3 separate regions of the Mus musculus genome follow, and all the other regions are linked to region 3. The links are chromatin contacts, called in public Hi-C and promoter capture Hi-C maps. All regions are on one chromosome and are shown on one strand. The core of a region is the stretch at or near the end of the contact, and the rest is flanking DNA. Distances in the headings are between cores, read along the strand shown. Region 1 holds the start of Ap1m1 (adaptor-related protein complex AP-1, mu subunit 1). Region 2 holds the start of 1700030K09Rik (RIKEN cDNA 1700030K09 gene). Region 3 holds the start of Rab3a (RAB3A, member RAS oncogene family).

The links. Promoter capture Hi-C pulls out the DNA fragments that hold promoters and counts their contacts. Hi-C and Micro-C count contacts between places; a contact is called where the count stands out from the background.
Region 1: a Hi-C map of B cells shows a contact between it and region 3, with 5 read pairs. The contact joins the promoter of Ap1m1 here to the promoter of Rab3a in region 3. A contact is called at or near these places in 2 of 39 promoter capture datasets (liver and pre-B cells) and 1 of 484 Hi-C or Micro-C datasets (B cells).
Region 2: a promoter capture Hi-C map of pre-B cells shows a contact between it and region 3, with 4 times the contacts expected there. The contact joins the promoter of 1700030K09Rik here to the promoter of Rab3a in region 3. A contact is called at or near these places in 2 of 39 promoter capture datasets (liver and pre-B cells).

Annotation. Positions count from the first base shown.
Region 1 is chr8:72,238,517-72,242,699 of GRCm38.p6, reverse strand. Ap1m1 (adaptor-related protein complex AP-1, mu subunit 1) reads right to left here and starts at 2,682. Exons shown (of 12, transcript NM_007456.5): 1 at 2,457-2,682. The coding sequence starts at 2,498. Gm51536 (a long non-coding RNA gene) reads right to left here and starts at 755. Exons shown (of 2, transcript XR_003947404.1): 1 at 212-755.
Region 2 is chr8:72,442,207-72,446,184 of GRCm38.p6, reverse strand. It overlaps 1700030K09Rik (RIKEN cDNA 1700030K09 gene), which reads right to left and starts at 2,305. Exons shown (of 8, transcript NM_028170.2): 1 at 2,196-2,305; 2 at 715-1,435. The coding sequence starts at 1,434. It overlaps Calr3 (calreticulin 3), which reads left to right and starts at 2,407. Exons shown (of 9, transcript NM_028500.3): 1 at 2,407-2,592; 2 at 2,689-2,790. The coding sequence starts at 2,502.
Region 3 is chr8:70,752,444-70,756,289 of GRCm38.p6, reverse strand. It overlaps Rab3a (RAB3A, member RAS oncogene family), which reads right to left and starts at 1,587. Exons shown (of 5, transcript NM_009001.7): 1 at 1,427-1,587; 2 at 207-434. The coding sequence starts at 434.

The sequences.
Region 1 (4,183 bases), core at 1,433-3,932, 1.5 Mb before region 3:
GCCACATGGAATCCCTTGGTAATGAGAGGCTCAGTGTGGCATGTTGTCATGAGGCTGGTTTGATTTTAGAAGGAGGCAGGAAACTACAGCTTTCTAGAGACAGGTCTGACCACATCCCAACCTGGGGACTCCTGCCTGGAACTGCAGTGGCCCTGGAGCTTCCTCCCATTGCATCCCCAAAGTCCCAGCACCAGTCTATGGGCTGACTTACACCCGGCATGCCAACTGGGACATCTGTCACCTTCTCAGAACCACATCAGGTGCCTGCTCTGCTTGGATGTCTTTCATAACCTTCTCTAAATGCCAAACAGAAGGCAAATAGCTATTCAGTTGCTGGTCCAAGTGTTCTGCTAGGTCAAGAGGCCTGTGGAGCCCAAATACTATGCTCTGTTGACCTTGCTAGGGCCAGGCTTGTCTCACATCTATACTCAATAACTCAGATAAGGCTCTTCAGATCCATTAGGAAAGCAAGGCTCAGACTGCCCAAGGTGCTGAGCCAAGGTGCTTGTCTATGATCATACAGCTCAGCTGCGGAGATTGGCTGAATCCACATGTAAATATGGCTCTACAGCTTCAGCCCAGGATGGGTACTTGCTTGTGCCAATGAGATGTTTGCTAAAGGAACAAGCAAGCCACGACAGGCAGCCCACTGTACCTCTAGGCCAGGTTGGAAGGCAGAGCATATGTCATGAGACCTAGGGAACACTGCCCCTACCCAGCTTCCCAGAAGGCTGTGGAGGAGGCCCAGGTCTGGAACTCACCAGTTGTCGATCTTGGGTGACATACAAGGCAGGTACACACTCAAGGGACTAAGGAAAACGTGGAGGGTGGGGCTCTTCTAAGCTCTAGCTCTTCCATGTAGACTGGACATCAATGTTCTTTCACTGCTAAATGTTGGACTTGTTTACTGTGGCTGGACCTGTTCTGGTAGCTTCCAAACATAAGAGGCTGGCCACTTGCCTTCCACTCTGACAGCCTGAGGTAGAGCGACAGACAGTGCCTTTCTTAAGGCTAAATGTGCCTTCCTGGAAGAGGCTTTTGCATAGAGTACACTGTGGCTGCCTGACAGAGAGCTTGTTGTTCTAGGCTCTATCCTCAGCACCACAAAACCATCCATTATGCTAGGGAGACAGCTCAGTCTGTATTTTCCAAATATCCGACCTGAACTCTATACCCAAATCCCAGGTAACAGCCAGGTGCTTACCAGGTGGTGGTGGCAAATACCTTAATCCCAGCACCTGGGAGGCAGAGGCAGGTCAGTCTCTAAATTCAAGGCCAGCCTGGTCTACAGAGTGAGTTCCAGGACAGCCAGAGCTACACAGAGAAAACTTGTCTCATAAAACCAAGAGAGGGAAAAAGTCAGATTCTGCTGGGAAGTACAGACAGGCAGATCCATGCGTTTTAACGGTTCAGGCAGCCTAGCTCAATCAGTCTAGTGACCCGAGTTCGATAACAAGAGCCCATGTAAGAGTAGCAGGGGTCTCCTTCCTCCACACACCCGCAGAAACACACAAATGAAGATTTCTTTCTCAGATAACGCTGGGCAAGATGCCAGGGTCCTGTTTCTGTGCAGGGCCTTCATGTCTCAGCAGTCTTTGTTATTCCCAGTCAGGATAGCTCTCCCTGATTCTTCAGTTGCAGCTGCTAGTCCATTATGAAGACATGGCCCCAATAGGTATTCATCTATTTCTGTTTTTTCCAAGTGACTAAGTTGAGCTATGACAGATTAGGCTAACCCACGGTGGCCCTGGGCTTAGCACCTGCCTGGCGAGGATGCTTCCAGGCCGCTACTTCCCAGTAATCAGTGTGACTCTAGGCACTGTTTCCCCCTCTAAAACCACACTTTTGTTTGTTTTTGTTTTTCGAGGCAGGGTTTCTCTGTATAGCCCTGTCTGTCCTGGAACTCACTTTGTAGACCAGGCTGGCCTCGAACTCAGAAATCCGCCTGACTGCCTCCCGAGTGCTGGGATTAAAGGCGTGCGCCACCACGCCCTTCTTAAAACCACACTTTTATCATCCGCTTCTCTTAATGTCATAGGAAGCTCAGTGGCTCTAGGGAACGCTGAAGCCTGTGGAGCGAGGGACCGACCTAAGGCCATAGTTCCCGCCACGCCTCTGGCCAAGGGTCGCACGGTCCCCGGGGCGCAGGGTCCTGCTACAGGAGTTCGCAGGAGAAGCTAGAGTCCGGTACCCAGGCGAACAAAAAGGGAAAGGGGCAAAGCGGACAGTTACCTAGCAACCGCAGCCCACCAAGTTGGCTAGCAATGGGGCGGGACTCGCGGAAAGACCACCGCCCATTTCCTAGTAACTTGGTAGGGCTGGCAAGTGAGGCTGCCCCGCCTGCCTGACGCCCTAGCTGGGCTGGTCGGCCAGTTGCCTAGCAACAGGGTGGGTCCTGACAGGGCGAGGGCCCGTTGGTTGCCTGGCAACGCGGAGGGTGGCGAACCCTTCAGTACCTTGCCCTTCAGATCCAGTACGTAGACGGCGCTGGCGGACATGGCGGCTTTGGAAGGTCTCGGCAGTAGCCGAGGGCGGCGGCAACGGCAGGAACTGCGGGCGTTCAGCAAGGCCCGGCGCGCCCCGAGACACTTCCCCTCCACTTCCGGTCCATGAAGCAGCGCGTGGACCGTTATGTCCGGTCTGAAGGGAGCCGCAAGTGCGCAGGCGCGTAACTGAGTGCAAGCGCAGTAGGAACTTTTTGGCAGTATTTTTCACCCATAGCTCAAACGGGCCGGAAGTCAGGGGGCGTGGCCTTCCTGAAGAGCGGGGCCTGGAGGACCAGGGCGGGGCAGCTTTGTCATTACTCCTTGTACCTGAAGGACTAGCTGTGGAATGAAGGTGGACGCTTCCAAGCCTGTTGCTGTGAGAAGACGCTGAAAGCGGAACCGATTTGGAGTTGAGCCTTTTTTTTTCTTTTTCTTTTTTTGTTTTTTCGAGACAGCCTTGCTTTCTGCAGAAGTCAAGTAAACTAATATCCCGTCACTGACTGTGACTCGCCGTTAGGTGGCGCTTAAAGGAAGTCAGTCTCCCAATGGCAATCCAGCCTTATCAGCAATCACTTGTCACTGTCAACCTCTCAACTGACTGGGCTTCACCCGTCTTGCCCCAGTGAACCCAGGGTAGCACGTGTGTAACTTAGCCTGTGCCTAATTCACAGTAAGGCTGAGCCGGGCGTGGTAGCTAGCGCACGCCTTTAATCCCAGCACTCTGGAAGCAGAGACAGGCGGATTTCTGAGTTCGAGGCCAGCTTGGTCTACAAAGTGAATTCCAGGACAGCCAGGACTATACAGAGAAACCCTGTCTCAAAAAAACAAAACCAAAGTAAGGCTGATTAAATTTTAATTCTGCCATTCTTCTTTTTTCGAGACAGGGTTTCTCTGTATAGTCCTGGCTGTCCTGGAACTCACTTTGTAGACCAGGCTGGCCTTGAACTCAGAAATAAACCTGCCTCTGCTTCCCAAGTGCTGGGATTAAAGGCGTGCGCCACCACCGCCCGGCAAATTCTGCCATTCTTAACCACCTTTCTGCCACCGAGAGATCAAAGGAGCCCATCAACACTCCTCCCCGCCCCAAGGGCTTTTTTTTGTTTTTTACTTTGTGTGGTTTTTTACTTGTGTGACACATAGTGAAAGATTCCCGAAGGGAGACCCTTACTCAGACACTTAAGTCCCGGGACAGCCGCGTACCCAAGAAGACACTGAGACCATACATAAAATGTAGAAGGTAAGATTTAATAAAGCAGCGACATGAAAGCACACAGACCAGAGCTCTGGGGTCGAAATAAAGCAGCAACATGAAAGCACACAGAGCTCTGGGGTCGAAACTCATACACCTTAGCACAGGGTAGAGGAGTCTCGACAGTCAGCCAAAATTTTTCACAGGCTTATATAGTAAAACTCAAAGGGGGAGAACTGGGCAGGAAAAGTACAAGTTTACATCACTAGGGAGTTCTGCCAAAGGAATCTAGGTAACTAAGGAGTCATGTCCTATCAAGGAATCTACGTCAGGAGGCCTTTATCTCAAAAATGTTCTTGGAACAGTTTTTTCGAACTTTAGGGTGAGGAGTTTTGGGGTGAAAAGTTTAGGAGTGTTCCGAGAACAATCTCTAGATGGGAGGGGGTGGGCTCCGAGGTAAAAAATTCATGTTCTTACAAGAGGCCAGTAATTTTTCATTCTTCATTCC
Region 2 (3,978 bases), core at 1,056-3,555, 1.7 Mb before region 3:
TGGCTGTCCTGGAACTCACTTTGTAGACCAGGCTGGCCTCGAACTCAGAAATCCTCCTGCCTCTGCCTCCCGAGTGCTGGGATTAAAGGCGTGCGCCACCACGCCCGGCGTTAGCCATTTTTACTCCTGTAAGTAATCCCAATAAACTGATTGGTTCTCCAATTTGTTCTTAGCTTGTTGTGCTTTCGTTTGTCACTGGTTCCCTATGTGAGGCAAGGAGATATCTCTTCACATCTCCCTGGCAATGGTGTCACACAACAGCAGCTTGTTCCCACAGGCTCGCACTCAAGTCAGCTTCTCACACAACCCAAGCCCACAAGGCATCACCAGTTCACAATCAATAAACAATCAAGACAGTTCCTCTAATGTGAGCAGTCCTTCAATTGAGACCTCAAATTAAACTAACAAGACAAAGCATTTGCTGCTCTTTCCCGAAAGGGACCTGACTTTAGTTCCCAGCACCCATTACCAGGTGTCTCACAACCCCTCTAACTCTAGCTCCAGGGGATCGATGCCCTCTTCTATATTTGCAGGCAGGTGTGCATATGTGGGGTATACACACAGAGACATATGTACGGGGGGGGGGGGTCTGAGGTATAGCTCACTAGCTAAGGAGCTGTTTGGTACAAAGCAAGCCCTAGGCTCTGTTACCAGAACCTGCCCCCCACCCCCCCAAAAAAAGTAAAATTTGAAACCAACAAAAGAATACGTTACCAAGAACACCTTTCCAAGGTTGCTCCTGCTGACACTGGAGCCAGGGAGCTCCTGGTTTCTATTTGCTTCTTTTTCTCTAGAAGATTCCATCAAGCTTCTAAGCAGTAGCATTTCCTCCTCCTCGTCACTGGCAGATTCTTTCTTTGTGGGCAGCAGAGCTTGCTTCCCTGTCCCCACTGCCAGCCCTGGGGACCTCGCTTCAGTGGGCAGCTCCTTCTTCTTCAGAAACCTGCTACCGTTACCACTCGGCCCATCGCTCTTTGACACACATGTTTTGTTCACTTGTTTCTGGAAAGTTCTGTGTGGGTACTGGGAAGAAACAGAAGCTGCACCTGTCCTCTTAGGAAGACTCTGCTCGATGGATGTGGAGTCAGACTCCACATCAGACCAAGCCATGGGCACCTGCTTCCGATTCAGGATCTTGGTTTCAATCTGGGCCAGTTTCCTAAGGGCCTCACTGGCTCTGGTCTTGGAGGAGATGGTGGGAGGCCTCAAGCCCAGACTCACCCCCCTCCCTGCCATGGCCTCCTCTTTGGGCATCAAATATTTCTCGTCCATCGTTTGGTTTCTCTTTAAGATTCTGCTCTGCCCAGGTGTCACTTGGCCAAGACTTCGGGCTTGTAAGTTTCTGATCTCTTCCATCCTCGAGCTATCTAAGAACATATCCCTTAAGTCAAAACCACTACGTGGAGGGCCAAAGGGTCTTCTTGTGGAAGCCATTCTAGGAAAATAAAGATTGTGTTTTCAGCCTTTAAAAGTACTTCACTGTATAAGTATACTTTTTGTTTTGTTTTTATTTTTTTCAAGATAAGGTTTCCCTGTATAGCTCTGGTTTTCCTGGGAGCTCCTTAGATCAGGCCTGCCTCCCAAGTGCTGTGATCAAAGGTGTATGCCACCACCACCCAGATAAAAGTATTTCTTTTAATAAGCTGTAGGGCGTGTGGGACAGGCATAAGAACTGGTAAGGTTGAGTGAGCTCAAAACCAAAGAATCGGGGCTGGTGAGATGGCTCAGTGGTTAAGAGCGCCGACTGCTCTTCTGAAGGTCCCGAGTTCAAATCCCAGCAACCACATGGTGGCTCACAACCATCCATAACGAAATCTGATGCCCTCTTCTGGAGTGTCTGAAAGACAGCTACAGTGTACTTACATATAATAAATAAATAAATCTAAAAAAAAAAAAAAAAAAAAAAAACCAAAGAATCTCAGAGAGATTTGAGGACAGGCGTCCAGATTCGTACCTATATCTGTACCTGCTCTGGAACCTGTAACCAGGATACACAACTGAGAGGACCCATATCACACAGCACCTGGAGTTCTTCTCCATGCTAATAACACTGCCTATACTCAGTTTCCTCGCTATTGTTTGCAAGCCCTAAGGGATCATGCCCCATCGCTCTCCAGATGAGGAACCTCTGGTGTGGGTATGCCGCCCGTTTTCCTGAAGCCCCTTGCCAACCCACTTGATCACTGTGAGGTCACCTGAGTAGCTGCGTTGGCTTCTTCCCGCTAGGCTTCAGCCTCAAAGTATAGGCCCCAGTGTGCGGTTGCCTCAGGAGACAGCGCCAGAGCAACTAGAGACTACATTTCCCGTCGGCCACCGCGCTCCACCCACCAATGAGCAACTCAGGTCACAATCCCGGGCGTCACGGGACCAGTAATTTCAGCGCACCCATTAGCGTCCCCAGGTCATAATCCCAAGGCATGCCGGGAGTTGTAGTTTCTGAGTTGCGCCCGTCAAGCGGTACGGACGCCTGAGAGCAGAGAGTTGAAGTCGCACGTGCAGCTATGGTCTCGGCTCGTGCATTGCTCTGGGCCATCTGTGTGCTGCGCGTGGCACTAGCCACTGTGTACTTCCAGGAGGAGTTTCTAGACGGAGGTGAAGGCGATTGCCGTGGTGGCTGGTGGCCTGTGTCCACCATCTATGATATGGACCCGTGCGCTTTGCACCACTAACCCTCCTGTCTCCCCACAGAGCGCTGGAGGAACCGCTGGGTGCAGTCCACCAATGACTCCCAGTTTGGGCACTTCAGAGTCTCATCGGGGAAGTTCTATGGGCATAAAGAGAAAGACAAAGGTTAGTGTAGAATCGGGAGCAAATAGAGTAGAGTTAGAAACCTCATGGCACCCTGACAACGCACCCACCGTTCAAGCCAGGACACTGAGGCACATGCAGGCTCTGCAATACCCTGTTTGGGTTTACATTCCTTTACGATTGACCAGAGTAGCCGGGCGGTGGTGGCGTACGCCTTTAATCCCAGCACTCAGGAGGCAGAAGCAGGTGGATTTCTGAGTTCGAAGCCAGCCTGGTCTACAGAGTGAGTTACAGGACAGCCAGGGCTACACAGAAACCCTGTCTTGGAAAAAGAAAAAAAAAAAAAAATTGACCGAAGTGTGTTTTGGTTTAGTCTTTGAGCAGTCTCATGTAGCCCTAGATGGCTCTAACTCTCAGCCTCCCAAGTGCTGGTTACTTTTTCCACATCTATGTATGTTGGAGGCAGTATGCACCTTGAGTGTGGATTGGAATGACAGTGGAGGTGCTCAGAAAGTGCTGGAATGACAACTGGAGTCAACAGGAATGACTGTGTTGGCATTTTTCAGTAGTTGCCCAAGATCATCTCACTTCATGAAAATTGGAACCATGCTGTAGCACAACCTAGAATCCTAGCACTCCAGGGTCTTCATGAGGCAGGAAAATCACAAGTTCAAGACCAGCCTAGCTATAGAGTGAGCTCTGGCCCACCCTAAGATACAGCCAGGTCTTGGCACAAAACAAAAAGAGGGGAAATCAAAATGAAAAGTGGGGCCAGCTAGATTGGCCTGTGGCCAAGCTTGGTAACCTGAGTTTGATCCCCAGAACCTACAGGGTGGAAGGAGAGAACCTATGCCCACAAGTTGTTCTCTAACCTTGGCACATGCCCCAACCCCACAAAATGAACGAATAAATAAATAATTAAATTGTATTTTCTTTAGGTTTTTAGTTTTGTTTGTTTTGAGCCAGGGTCTCTATGTATCTCTGAATGTCTAGAAACTCTTAAATCCACCTGCCCCTTCCTCTGCCTCTTGAATGCTGGGATTAAAAGCATACACCAACAAAACTGGCTAATAAATATGTATGTCTAACATCTATGAAGTCCTGAATCCCAGCTCCAGTACAGCCTAAACGGGTTGTAGTGCACACTCGAGAAGTGGCAAGAGAATTTAAAAGGCTGAAGTCATTTTTTACCTATATTGCAAGTTCAAGGTCAATGCAGGATACTTGAGA
Region 3 (3,846 bases), core at 338-2,837:
CTCAACAAACATGTACTGGGTGCTGCCTGAATGCCCTGTGCCACACTATGCTAGAAGATGAGTGGGGATGCTCGGGACTTAGGAAAACGGGAAGCTCATACTGGGATGGAGATGCAGGCCTTAAATCCCAGCGCCAGCCGATGGCTAGCCTCAGCTTCCTTTTGTGGGGGTTGGCAGGAAGACATCTCCCCTCCAGCCCTACACACCCAGATCTGCAGCTTGATCCTCTTGTCGTTGCGGTAGATGGTTTTGACCTTGAAGTCTATGCCAACGGTGCTGACAAAGGCTGGAGTGAAGGAGTCATCTGCGTAGCGGAAGAGGAACGAGGTTTTGCCCACGCTGCTGTTCCCAATGATCAGGATCTTGAACATATAGTCGAAGTTCTGGTCTGAGGACTCCTTCTGCCCATAGCGAGAGTCTGTGGCGGAAGCCATCTGCGGGAGGCGTGGCACAGAGGGCCTGAGGGGAGCATCAGGACCACGCACAGGGTGGGCACGGCACAGGGGTAGGTGAGGATACCCCCCAATGTCACATGCTCAACCCCCCCAACCAACATAAGGCAGAGCTGTGACCTTGACAGCACCAAGGTTTTAAGCAGGCTGTGAACCTCAGATTCCCCTGTACCCTGAGGGAAGACTGAGCCTCCTCTGCCTTCCCATCAGTCTCTCACAGAGACCCACACCGGAACATGAATACAGGAGGATCCCCAGTTCTCGCTCATCCTTATTTTTCTCCTGCAAGAACTGGGGCCCTGAGATAGCCACATCACGTGACGAAGACAGGATGAACGTAGGCTCACACACACAAAATCGCGAGCACAAGAGCGCGCACGCATACACACACACACACACACACAAGCACAATGAAGCATCTAGGGCAGGCAGACCCAAACACCTGCCCTGCATGCAAGAGTGGTGCTAACAGGCGAAACAAGCAGACATGTATGGTGTGTGCAAGCCCATGTGTGAGCACAGCTCCCTGCACCAATGCACGACTGTACCTGGCCATCCGGGAGGACACACCACACACGCGCATGGCTCCACACGCGTGTGAGCACATACTTGAACTAAGATCCACGCGCACCGCGCACGCGGACCATGCACGCACAACGTATCACAAGTGTGCACGCTGCGCGTCCTGCGGTCACTCGAGCCTCTCCATGCCCAGCGGGCGCGCACACGCGTGTTCACCCCACGAGCACGAGCACGCACAAGCCTCCCGCAAGGCCTGGCTTTCCCCTCCCCCTCTGTCGCAGAGCCCGGGCCCCAGGTGCCAGGTTAAGGGCGAGGGGTGCGGGATGCGGGACCAAGAATGCCAAATGCGAGACCCATAGCCACTACACCCGAGTTGCGCTCCCCTTGATCCCCCAGCTGTCAGTGAAACGCGGGCTCCTCAGTGTGTGGACCTGGGTTGCGCTCACCCTTACCCTCTCTAAGCTGAGACAACGCTGGCGACGGCGACCGTGGCGACTGCGCTGGCGACCGGGCCCCAGAAGAGGATGCGGGGGATGCAGGCGGCGGCGGGGGCTGCAGGCGGCAGCGGAGGAGGCTCAGGCCCCTGCAGTCCTAGCTGACGTCCTGCAAAGCCAGGGGCGGGGCTTTCTATGCAAACGAAGCTGTGACGTTAGGGGAGGGACTGCATCGACAGCCGCGGGACCACACTGGCCTGCGCCGGCAGAAGAGGGGCAGGGCCTGGTAAGCCACTGGAAGACGGGGCTCTAGGGAGGCATGAAGTTTCCATTGGCTGATGCTCTCGAGCGACGGACCGAATATCAAATCAGCGATTCCTACGTCTTTAGAGGCCCAATGGTGACTGCTAGGTGTTTGAAGGGCGGAGAGGCTGAGGCCAGGACCTAGCTCTGGTTGGAAACTTGTGGTTAGAAGTCCTTGCTTTTGAGACGTGAAGCACTCAGGAGTTTAGGTTTTGTTTTGAGAAATGGTCTCAAGTAACAAGCTGGTCTCGAACTTGCCAAGTAGCAGAGGCTGATCTTGAACTCTTGATCCTCCCGCCTGCACCTCACAAGTGTTGGATTGGCAGGCATACATCTTGATTACATTTTAGGGCTCAAAAAACTCATTAAAGACCACACAGAATTTTTAGTCCCAGCACTCAGAAGGGAGATGGAGGCAGATCTCTGTGAGTTCGAGGCCAGCCTGGTCTACAACGTGAGTTCCAGGACAGCAGGACTATGAAGAGAAACTTTGTCTCAAAAAACAAAATAAACAAGCAAATAAATAAATAATTTTTAAAAAAAGAAAGAAAGAAAGAACTGTTTTTTGATGGGCTGAGGATAATTCTCAGTTTGGTGGGGAACCTGCATCACAAAGACCTGGGTTGATCCAGGCTCCTGTTCTCTGCACTGGGAGGAGAAGGGAAGGAGGGGAGAAGCAGAAGTCCAAGGTGATCCTCAGTTACATAGTGTCTTAAAGTCAGCTTGATCCACATAAAACCCTGCCTCAAAGAAATAAAGGAGAAAATCCGGTCTGTGCAAAGAGAAAAGGGTCTGATGAGTCCCCAGAGAACCCCTTGCTTCCTTGCGCACTTAGGGCTCAGAAGTATCCTGACCCATAAGTCTTCCAAAATTGTAATGAAAGACCAAGGAAGCAGAGAAGATTCAAGAGTAGCTGCCCAACGCCCTTTACGATATGGACACTGGGACCCGGGTAACCCTGTGTCTCAGGAAGGTGGGCGCAGAAATGCAGACTTCCAAGCCGCTATGATACACACGACTCATTCCTGCAAATCTGCCTGTCAAGGTGGGAATCTGGGGTCTATCCTATTCTTCCTCTCCGTGCGGCCGGGCAGGGTCCCCATCGCTTCCATTCCCACAGGAAGCAGAACTGGGAACGTGTCCTGGCCCTGTTTATAGACCTCCCCGCCAGCTGCGGAGGCGCCAATGGACCAGAATAACTTGTCGCCTGGATGCTCGTCCACCCCCGCGAGGAGCCTGGAGCCCCGCCCAATCCGGGGCCGCTGGAGGAAGCTTATTTCCTGCTTCCCCTGCACTTCATGCAGAGACACAAAGTGACCATCAGTTTGTTACTTAGCGAGCTCCGGGCCCACGCGGAGGCTACTGTGGGGACCGGGACCGGGTTTGAGGACAGAAAGGGTGCAGGAGGAGCCTGGGACACTGGAGCCTGATTTGGATTTATTCCGAAGGGATAAGGTTAGGGGAGGAACCCATTTGCTTCCACCACCAAGCAAGGGCTCCAGGAGAACTGTGCTGGTAGCTCAGTAGGTGGCAAGGCTTCATCGGAACACTTGGAAAGCTGAGGCAGGAGGGTTGTTGAGTTCTTTATCATCCTGGATCACAAAGTGAGACCCTGTTTCATACTATAAACGTGTGCGGGGAAACTGCTGGCATGGTAACAGAAACCTTTAATTACACAGCACTTGGGAATTTCTGAGTTTGAGGCTCCCCAGAGAGGACAGCACAGCTGTCTGGAAGAATGAAGCAAGTGTGTTAAAGGCCTGGGCAAACAAGAGCACAGGCAGAAGAAGGGACAGAGGGAAGCTGTTCCTCAAATCTTTCTAAGTTATATTCATTTATTTGTGTTGGAAAGAGGGGAGTGTCACAGGACAACCTAGGAAGTCAGTTCTTTCCTTCCAGCACAAGTCCTAGGAATGGAACTCACGTCATCAGGTTTGTGTGACTTCCAAATTCTCCCACAGTGAACACACATGACTTTGTTTAACAAGAAATCTCTAAGGGTCGCCTCTTAAGACATCTGGAAGGAAGAAGGAAATGTTCCAGTGTGTGACCCCAGATGGCCTTTTGTGCCTCCTGGGGATGAATAGCCCGAGTCATAATATTTACAGAGGAAGTCGCCTGCCACTCTGGCTCCT